Linked DNA regions of Mus musculus: region 1 is linked to region 2. A link is a contact called in public HiChIP or PLAC-seq data. All regions are on one chromosome and are shown on one strand. The core of a region is the stretch at or near the end of the contact, and the rest is flanking DNA. Distances in the headings are between cores, read along the strand shown. Region 1 overlaps Ints10 (integrator complex subunit 10). Region 2 overlaps Csgalnact1 (chondroitin sulfate N-acetylgalactosaminyltransferase 1).

What was found. HiChIP or PLAC-seq counts read pairs in DNA pulled down with a chosen protein or histone mark.
Region 1: a contact with region 2 is called in an H3K4me3 HiChIP or PLAC-seq map of bone marrow-derived macrophages, with 8 times the contacts expected there. The contact joins two enhancer-like sites. A contact is called at or near these places in 10 of 39 promoter capture datasets (3T3-L1-derived adipocytes, the HPC-7 cell line, HPC-7-derived erythroid cells and 8 more), 1 of 15 datasets of contacts at CTCF or cohesin (large pre-B cells), 1 of 484 Hi-C or Micro-C datasets (embryonic fibroblasts), 1 of 115 datasets of contacts at active chromatin or transcription factors (bone marrow-derived macrophages) and 2 of 9 other capture datasets (adipose tissue and liver).

The regions. Positions count from the first base shown.
Region 1 is chr8:68,820,254-68,825,415 of GRCm38.p6, reverse strand. Ints10 (integrator complex subunit 10) reads right to left here. Exons shown (of 17, transcript NM_027590.4): 15 at 4,599-4,761; 16 at 3,166-3,259. Among named protein-coding and RNA genes, the nearest start is that of Ints10, 29 kb to the right of the region's middle. Within about 2 kb of position 2,510, at least 64 of the 459 cell types and tissues checked have an H3K27ac peak or open chromatin away from gene starts, as enhancers often do. A contact at or near this core is called in the HPC-7 cell line and bone marrow-derived macrophages, where this site is marked.
Region 2 is chr8:68,376,257-68,381,280 of GRCm38.p6, reverse strand. The region is part of intron 6 of Csgalnact1 (chondroitin sulfate N-acetylgalactosaminyltransferase 1); the gene reads left to right. Among named protein-coding and RNA genes, the nearest start is that of 1700125H03Rik, 10 kb to the right of the region's middle. Within about 2 kb of position 3,155, at least 13 of the 459 cell types and tissues checked have an H3K27ac peak or open chromatin away from gene starts, as enhancers often do. A contact at or near this core is called in the HPC-7 cell line and bone marrow-derived macrophages, where this site is marked.

The sequences.
Region 1 (5,162 bases), core at 1,261-3,760, 440 kb before region 2:
GTCCTCTAACACTCACTCAGTCTAAGACAGTTTTACCAAACAGGTTTCCCTCCCCAGATCCAGAATGATTTTTAAATTCAACACAAACACACTGGCAACTCATGGAAAAAAAATTAAACATGTTACAATATTTACAACCAGATGGTTTGCCGAGGGATGCAGAACAAATTAAAAACAAATAAATAAAGCATGAAAAAGAGCACCGAGGGACAAAGAGCTGAAAACCATGGGCGGGAAAACATGTGACAAACAGCACACTATGAGCAGGTGTTTTTCCACTTGGTACCTGTCAGCAGTCTGTATGCTGGGCTGAAGCACAGGTAAGAATTCCTGCTGCAGCAACCCCATGGGAGGGCTAGAAGGCCTTTAAAAAACAGCAAACAGCAGCATTCAAACACCCACACCAGCTCACCCTGCACTGCAAAACAACACTCCAGAGAAGATACACGAGACTGGAAGCGGACTGTACAGAAACTTTAACCTCCACAAGCCCCTGGCCGTGGCATGTCTTCAAGGGACTGGGAGAAGCTGAGGGCCCCACCGCACCCACTGCTGGTGCCAGTCTAGAGGCGTCTTGGCTGCTGGTCCCAGAGCTCTGCCCACTTGTGATAAATCAGTGAGGAGGGGGGAGTGGGGGAGGGTAACTTCTGAGAAGGTCTGATTCAAAATCCAGCCTCCTTCATTCACTCTTCTCATGCCCACGCATCCCAGAATTATACCTGGAGATGCCAGCTAGCCACCTCTGGCAGGACTGAGGCCCTGAACTGAAAGGCCCTCCTAAAAAGGGCTCAGAAGGGCTGGCAATGCTTTCAGTAAAGAAAGGGTGAGCTTCAGATTTCGGGGGGGGGGGGGCAAGGCTGGGACCCATGGTTTTGCAGAATTCTGTAATAAAAATTTAGCACATTAGCTGGTAGTCACCCCAGAGAATATCTTTTTTTTTTTTCCATTTTGATCCAGTCTAATGCAACTATGGTACTGTGAATATCAGCATAGAAACATTTCTCTGATTTAACACAAATTAGAACAACATATCTATACAACAAATGAAGAACTGATGCCTCCTTGTGGCCTGGCACCAAGTGCCTGGTGTTTGTACTGTACCTGCTTGCATCCGAGATGCTACAACTAGGACGGACTCACAACCTTACCCCAAGGGGAGGAGAGGTACACTGCTCACAACATCTCTGCCACTCATCTGGAGGGACCACCCAAAAGGTCTGCAATGGCTTCAGAGAATTTGTTTGGAACCCAAAGGGAAAAGGAATATAGATAGTTTTATTCAAGAGTCTAATCACACCTCATTCAGTCAAAGCTCTGTCTTATGCAGTTTGATTCTCTTGGTGTCACTTAGGTAGAGATTATCTAAAATACAGATTTCAAATTCATATTGAGACCTCACAGAGAACATTCCTACAAGGTCAGATCGCTAGTTAATAATCCCTAGTCCTTTGTCCAAGCCAAGTCAACCATGGGTTTTTAGGAGGCTTATCTCCTATAGAAAGTTCAAGGAAATTTTGGTTGATCAAAGTGGGAGAGCCTTGGAAAGCAAGACAGAGGCCTCCTTGTACAAATAACTTTTCCAGTGACATTATCTGGGCAGTTGATATGTCCTCATTTTAAATTCCAAGTCTTAGGGACTATTTGCAGGTTGACACTGTTCAAACCAAGAGAATATGGGGACAGTGCAAAGGCCCAGTACAGTGAGGCTGGAGTTGAGGTCTGTAGAGTCATTCCCTCACTCTACCTCAGACATTCTCTTAGTCACGAGGCAATCCTCTGCAGATCGACTCGTGGTAGGGACAGTTGGGCTCTAGGACCATTCACAGTATGGCATTTTGAATCGTGGCTTATTGTTGAACTAAAAAACCTTGCTAAAGATATGCCAGCATAGTCAATTTCAGAACCTAGAAGTCCCCACAGAATAGGGGTTACCTGGGCTTCCATATATAGAAGCAACCTGTTCTTAAATGTGGTCAACAACACTTGGAACCATGCAGTTATGTCCCCCATCACTTTGGTTCATAATCAAAGTAGTAAATGGACAAGGGGAGAGGACAGTGTCTAGGACAACCTGACTACACAATCTCATCTACAAAGGTCCTCATATACTCCTAAGCATTTCCTTCGTTCCTTATAGGAACTGTTTAAGGCATGCAATATCATTTACAGGATGGGGAGGGGAGCTCCCATTCTTCTTTCTGCTCTTTAGGACAGATTCTACTGGGCCCTACTCTTGCTAAGATGCAATAAGGAAGGGATTGCTCACTATGGGACAAATTCCTTAGTTACAGAAACCCAACATAAGCATTTCTTTCTTACCTCTATCCTCCAACACCCCTAAGACTCTACAAAGACAGAGCAAAGGAAGGACTTTTGCTTTCAATAATTAAAAACTTGCTTCTGCCAAAACGGAGGGACAAAGCAGGTTTCCAGTCTCAGCAATGCACTCTTCCTGTTCTGGGCCGTCTCTTGTTGTAACTCTGACACTGACTTACAAACACAGAGTATGCAGGAAGTAAAGAAGGAAGTAAGCATGTGGCGCTTACAGTGGGGAGGATCTATTAGCCAAACTGCAGTGCGGACCGAGGAGAGAAGCAGGATTTATGAGCTAGTTAAACATCATGAGTGGTCACTAACTTGATCTTTTCATCTAAGATAACCTGGGTTTCTGTAGTAGCTTAAGGGTTCAGGGGCCACACTGGGGATGCACGTCCAGGGCCATTTTTGGGGAGCAGGTGTGTTTTAGAGGCACTAGAACCAGCTAATTTGCTTTGACTGCACAAGCAATGAGGAAGCTCAGAGAAGCTTAAGACAGTTTCTAAATAGAACCTGTAGATCCTCCCAATCCAGTACAATGTCAAGCACAGCTGCTTTCAATTAAATCAGAAATGAGTACTAAATTTTGGAAAGGAAAAGACATATAGAAATTTCTATCTAGTAAAAAATTTCCAAAGTAACAAAAATATCCCAATTTAAGCAACACTTTTCCCGCAGAAATGCACTAAGAAATGCATATCTTTAAGACACCCAGAACAAGTAGACCCTTGAAAACTGAGACCAGTTTGGAATCCTTTCCATTAAATTTCTGAAAGGTACAGAAATTTACAAATAGGTCATGCAGCACATGAAAGGCGAGCTTCGAAGAACAAAAGATCATCTGCTTACTTGATCAGCATTCCTTGATTTGGGAGTAATTCCAGATGAATCTTCCCTCCTTCTTGGGTTCTTAAATAAGCAAATTCCTCCAGCATATCAATGTCTGCAGGTCACATTCAGGTCAACCAACAGGTAACATGTTGCCCTGTTCTCCCAGGCGAAGAAACAGCTCTCAGCAGATAAAGAGCCTGCTTACCACCCTCCAACTAAGAACCACAGTCGGTTCCTGATCCAGATGCTGACTTTTACGTTAACCAAACTGCCCTATGGAAAGAAGCTCGTTGCACAAGAGGTGCCAGGCTGGGGTGGTAATGTCACTCAGCGACACGGGCGAGACTCATGCCTTGGGTGGACTGCATGAGCTCAAGCTTCAGACAAGCAAACTGGAAAGCATTAGCACATGGTCTCCCTGGAGAGACAAGCAAACGGATTCCACAGGGCCACCCGAGCCATTTCTTAGTTAAAATGACAAAAGCTAGCAGATAGGACGAATTGGGAGGATATTTGATGACAGAATGAGTTAGACAAAAAAAGATTATTTCTTCAGACCCAGCAGACAAGGTCTTCTGAGAATCCAGAGAACTCCATGCACAGTGTTAGATGGTGCATTCTTCTGGGGGAAAGTTATGTAACTTTCATTAGTCTTTAAAAAAAAAAATACTGGGGCTGGCGAGATGGCTCAGTGGTTAAGAGCGCCGACTGCTCTTCCGAAGGTCCCGAGTTCAAATCCCAGCAACCACATGGTGGCTCACAACCATCCGTAACGAAATCTGATGCCCTCTTCTGGAGTATCTGAGGATAGCTACAGTGTACTTACATATAATAAATAAATAAATCTTTAAAAAAAAAAATACTAAAAACCGCTGATCAGGCACTGGGAAATATGTAGTACACACATCCTACAACTTGAGAGGTTGTACTATGCAAAGCAAAGAAATGAAAGCAACCAAACCAGTGTTTGGTGTTGCCTCCATTCAAAGGCTGTCTTCCCTTCCAAGCATGCGAAGTCAAGTGCTGCCCGACTTAGAACTCTGCCTCATTCGCTTAACCTTTGGCAGCTCTGGTGGTGCAGGCCCAGTGCTAACACCTGATCCCAAAGGCAGCCTCTGTCCCAGGGGAGACCACTGGGATACTCTTTCCACAGAAAAAAAGCCGAGGTCTATGCTAAACCAACTGCTCTGGGCTGGCCAGAGGCTATTTTAACTGTGGGCATCTTGGCTGCCTTCTTGGGAGGAACAACAAACAGGCCCTGACTGTCCTGACTCCTTGAATTGTAGCTTTAAACTTCATTTGACTTTTACAAAGCAACTGCCACAGCTCCATTTCTAACTCTTACTCCTTCTTTCCCCACAAATAGTAAAAGCTCAACGGGTCCTAGTGGACAATGCCCCTGTGCTAAACATTCAAAAGCCACCGAGCTTATTTGTCCAGACGAAGGATACTTGTAACATAGCTGAAGAAGTTCTCATACTGGAAATTTCCTTGCTGGCAAATCTTACTGATGGCTTTCAGGAAAAGGTTCTCTCCCCGTGGCCACTCCTGCTGGAGCAGTACAATCACATGGCCCAGTGCCATGTCGTCTCTGCTGTCTGTAAAAGCTCTCAGCTGCAAGACAAAGATTTATATAGAAGAAATAAATCCAGGAAATATAGGCCATACCAAATATCACCTCCTAAAAAGGGGCTCCATATGTCAGTATATGCTACAAACCATTAAGACTATAAAACTGTTGCCATTGGACACCACACTCTTCTAAGGAGGGTGGATTCTAAAGAAGCCCAGGACCCCTCTGAGGACTGCACACGGCAGGTCACAAGATTTTAGACCAAAGTTGGACATGAATAGGTAAACTGGGAGTTTGTGAGTTTGAGAATCAGGGATAGAGAAGGTTGCATATTCCTATACGTTGAAGAGAATAGGAATTTTTTGTTACTGTTTTGTTCTTGTCCTGTGTATTTGAGACAGGGTCTCGGGTATAATAGGATGGCCCTACATTTGTTAGATAG
Region 2 (5,024 bases), core at 1,906-4,405:
GGCACTAACAATGAGACATTGAGATATAGGGAGCTAGCTCCTCGGGTAGGGCACCTGCTGTACAAACATAAAGACCTGAGTTCAGATCTCCAGTGCTCCAGTGGTCATATGTGCCTATAACTCTGGAACTGGAAGGGGGTGTGGAGATAGAAAGGTCCTCAGAGCTTGCTAGCCAGTCAGTGACCACTATCTTCAATGAGACATTCAGTTTCAAAAGATAAGATGGACACTTGATGTGACAAACACCTGATGTTGACTTCTGGCCTCTAAGCATATACTCAGACACATGTTATGCAGTCACATACACCTGTACATAAACAAGCATGCATATACATTTATGATTTCTGGATGTACACAGAGAGAGAGAGAGAAGAGAGAGAGACTGTTCTACACCATATATATGAGGGAACAAGGAGACTTGTAGTTGTGGTGGTGGTCATGTGCTTGCCTTACCACAGTGTGTGATGGCATTTCAAGCCATCACATCTTTGCCATTTCATGAAGATTTCATCTAGATAACTGAGGGGAGAATTTGTGTGTATAGAGGAGTGAGAGGACCACATGTAAATTCTCTGCTAAAATCCCAGTCAGATAATCACAAATGTCACTGTGAATGTGGACACACTGGAACTCTTGACCACTGATGGCAGAAATAGAAAATGGTGCAGATACTGGATAAGAGTTCAGTGGTTCTCTAAATGATTTAGAATAGAATTATCTTCTAACCTAGGAATTTCATTTCCTCTGTAAATCCCAAAATAATTGAAAACAAACATGTAAACAAATGTGCACAAATATTCAATGGTATGATGATCAATTTGCAAGGAGGAATCAACTCAAATGTCCATTGTCTGACAAACAAAAAACAAATACTAAAAAATGAAACCTGAAATATCCATACAATGAAATACTATTCAGCTATAATAGGCAGTAAAGTAGCATGCTATGATATGTGCAGGGACCCAAACCCAGGTCCTTTGCAAGAGCAGTAAGGGCTCTTAATGGCTGAGATGTTGTTCCAGTCTCTCAACCTCTGTCTTATATTCCTCCTGCAGCCCATGCAGGGTGGATTACTTTCTCCTTTTTCAATGGCATTGAATACCAAATCCATTGCTTACTCCAGACCAAAAAAAAAAAAAAAAAGAGCCAGCACAGGGTCGATTATATGACAGACACCATGCTGGGCCAGCTGGATCTAGGCTTTTTGAGGGATTATCCAGATGTCAGTGTCCATATGGGCAATGTGTGGGTCAGGCAAGCATACCTCATGGCAGAGACAGAGAAAGGAGCCAGGAGTCGTCGGTTCATGCTTTAGAGAGTAAGGAAAGACTAAAAGGGCCGAGTCTGTGCATTGAGCTCTGTATTACTTATTTCCATGTAGTAAAACATCGTGACCAAAAGCAGTATGGAAAAGAGTTTTATTTTACTTTATGGTTTTTATAGGGTTAGAGTACTTGATGGTAGGGGAGGGATGGCAGTGGAGAGTTGAAGCAGAGACTTTTCACTCTTCAACCAGACCATGGAAACAAAAACAAATTGGAAGCAGGGAAAGGCTATGAACTCTCAAATCCTGTCCCCTAAGTGACAGACAGACTTCTCCCAGTGAGGCTGCATAATCTTACCATCTGCTGATGGCTAAGTGCTTAAACACATGAGCCCACGGGGGGCAAGGGGGGGGACAATTCTCATTCAAACCACCACAAGTACATGAAGGAAACCAGCAGTGAGGAATGAAGGAATGTGTTCCCCTGCACATCACAGCCTTGCAGCTATGCTCCAGATTCTGTGTGTTGGCTCTCCCACACTTACAAATAGAACCATGGCTACTATCTGTCTCATGGGCCAGGGTTCCTTGAGTGGGAAGGAAGCCGCACTTCCTTCTTCACCTCCTTCCCAACCCTGCCCAAGGCCTCGGCACTGTGTTCTTGTGCCCGCTCTTCATTTTCCTGTGAAAACTGTATGGCAAGACCTCCTCCTGGATTTTGCTCTCTTGGTGTTTTTCTGTATATCAGCAAATTTGTTTAGTGTCTGCCAAAGCAGACTTTGCTTTTCCCACTCAAAATAAAACAAAACGTGCATGCATACACTACAAAAGGAAAGAACATAAAAGATAAAGCAACCCCTTTTTTTGGCCTAAGAGGGTCCATCCTAATGAGCAGTGCTCTGCCCTGCTACTCAAGATTCAAATGCTTCCATCTTCTCTTCTGAATGAACAGAGCTACAAAGTTGCAAGAAATTTTAGGTTTAGTAGAAAGGAATACCTGAGTTCCCTATAGAAACTCACAAAAACCAACTTGTAGAAGCTCAGAGTGTTGAGAATTTAAAATTTATAATTGAAAATGCTTACAGAAAAAAAAAAAACAGGGATGATTGTATGTTTAGTTTTCAATTATTCAATGCATTCAAATGTCTTCATTTGACAGTAAAGCCCATAAAACATTTTGATATTTAGGGTTACACGGGGTAAGGGTTTAAACTACACATCTTCTATAATCCTAGATTCTATTCAAAATTTTAAGGTTTTTTTTTTAAATAAAGGGAAGTGTCACATTAAGACAATTTCTTTACACTTGTGAGAAAATGTCTGTATTAGAACCAACCTTACAAGACAGCAAGGTCTTTTATCACTTTTAATCTTCTCATTTGGAGAAATAAATGCAAGGCAATTAGGGGAATTAAAAGCGGCAGAAGCAATGGGTTTCTCAGGTCATCATAACCTCTACAAAAATGACTGCATGAAACCGAGAGGTCCCCATGCAGTAGTAGACTTATATCAAAGAAAGGAACCGAGTGGGAAATTCAAGCATTTTGTCAATTATTAAGAAATACAAGATGTAATTAGGAATAAATCATGAATCCTTTTGTGTGTCTATAATAGAAATTTACGTACTAGGGAGATGGAGAGCCCTCATTTTACCACGCTTAGTGCCTGTTTCTTGCTCTGCCACAACTGTAGGCATGTCATCAAATATATTGTTTCATTGTGAGAGTAAATTAAATATTTCAAAACACGTTGCATGCTATTTTCTCAGCTTGGTTTTCTCTTACTCATTTTCCTCCTGGTTAGAACTTCCTGGTTAGCATTTGAGGGTGCTGAACTCCCCTTGTAGGAAAAGCTCTTTCCAGACAGCAAGTTCTTCAGGAAGTACCAGGAGAGCCTTAGTCATTTCTGCTTACTCATCTCTTGCTGTGCAGAGTGTTTTTAGTCTCTCCTTTGTCCCTCTGTGTGCCACTTATGAGCCAGAACTGGATAGTTTCTGAAGGGAGGAGGGGTGTGGAGTTGCTTCCTTGAAAGGATCTTAACCTGCTAAAGCCTCTTGTTCATTGGAGTGCTCGATACAATAGGGTATCAAGATACAAGGATGACTGGGGCAGGACTCTATAGCATGCCCACAGAGGTCTCTCTAGTTTGCAGAGAGGTGCTTGAAAGGCACGAAAAGAGCTCTTTCACAGAAAGATATGAAGACAGTATCTACTGGGAAAGGATCACAAGAAGAAACGTGGTCCCAGTCATGTGCATACCTTTTTGATTTATCTGTCATGAGCATCTACTGGCTTGTCACCAGAGTTGAGCAGGTGGCCAGCAGACCTGCATGCCTGCATGTGGACTCCGTGATCTACATTCATGACCATAGGGTTTCTCAGGTGGAGAATGAATAATGAACTTTGAGGTCTTGCTATCCTGGCAGTCAAGGGGTACCCATAGGTAGATGACAGAGGCAGCACTATCCTTTCCGGGCCATTGCTGAGTTTAACCCCACCCTGCTTTATTTGGGTACATGAGTCCCACTGATCAGGACCTGGTGAGCTAGCAGGGCTTCAGAGGAGGCCAGAGGAAAGTTGTCCCTGGGTTGCCATGCTCAAGGTAGATGAGTGGGCCAGGAAGGACTGTAGAGGACAGAGTTCTGTGGGGCATGGGCACAAGCTGCTGGGCTTCATGTATCATTGCCCCAGTACTACCCACTGTGTAAGCAATGCACATACAGAGATGTCCTCCTGGGGCTCTCAGTGTATACTGGAGACTGCTTGTGATCCGCATTGGGAATGGGGAGTGCCCTGGAAATCACAGGGAATACCTTATCTTGTAGAAAGCATTTGTGAAAAGGAAAAAGCAAATTGCTGCTGTGTGAAGTTGGACAAAGCGTTTCTCTGGACCTAGTTTCCAGAATAATTTTTCTATAGAAGCAACACATTCAGGCAGAGAGGCAAACATTCAACGGCTTTTTCTAATCTTTCAAATAAATTAAGGTCATCTCAAGCACTAGTGCCATGGATGTCCGTCCTCGTTTTCCAAAGGCTGTCATGCAAGCCCCAGCCCCTCCCCTTGCTTCTGATGCTTTGGAGCAGATGAAGGTGTTTATTGGGGCAAGCAGCTTGAGCCGGGGTGTGAAGAGTTTTTGCACAGAAAAAGGCAGATTTATTTGTGTGTTGGGCAGGCAGATGAGTCGGATTCCTGATTCCCTCTTAAACTCTGTAGCATCCAGCCGTTCTCTACCTCCTTGCTTTGGGTTTGCCATTGTATCTCTTATAGGCTGTTGTGTCTTTAACACAGTTAGCTCAGGCGTTCATACCACTCACCTTGCATTCTTCTGCTCAATGTGACTTGACTTCAGGAAGTATCTACACAGGTTGACTGCAAGCTATCCCAGGCTAAGGTATTACTGTCCCTGCGCTTCCGATGTAACACTGAAGAAGGCGTGCCTCTTGCCTTAGGAAAGGTTGCTTGGGACATGTTCATGCAGAAGAGAAGCATGTTTAAGCCAAGTGTGGGGCACATTCCTGTAACCCCACACCTTAGGTGGAAGGCAGATTCTCAGTTTGAGCCTAGCCTAGTCTACATAACATGATCCTATCTCATTAAACCTAATAAATAAATAAGCTTTTATATTTAAAACCTTTCATGATAAAATTTAAAAATCCCCTTAGGAGAGTTATCTTTTAAATTATGAGTCAGATACAATCTGAAGGAGCTCTGTGTTTTGAAATGATAACTTTCCTACTCTGTAAAGGAGATAACAAATACC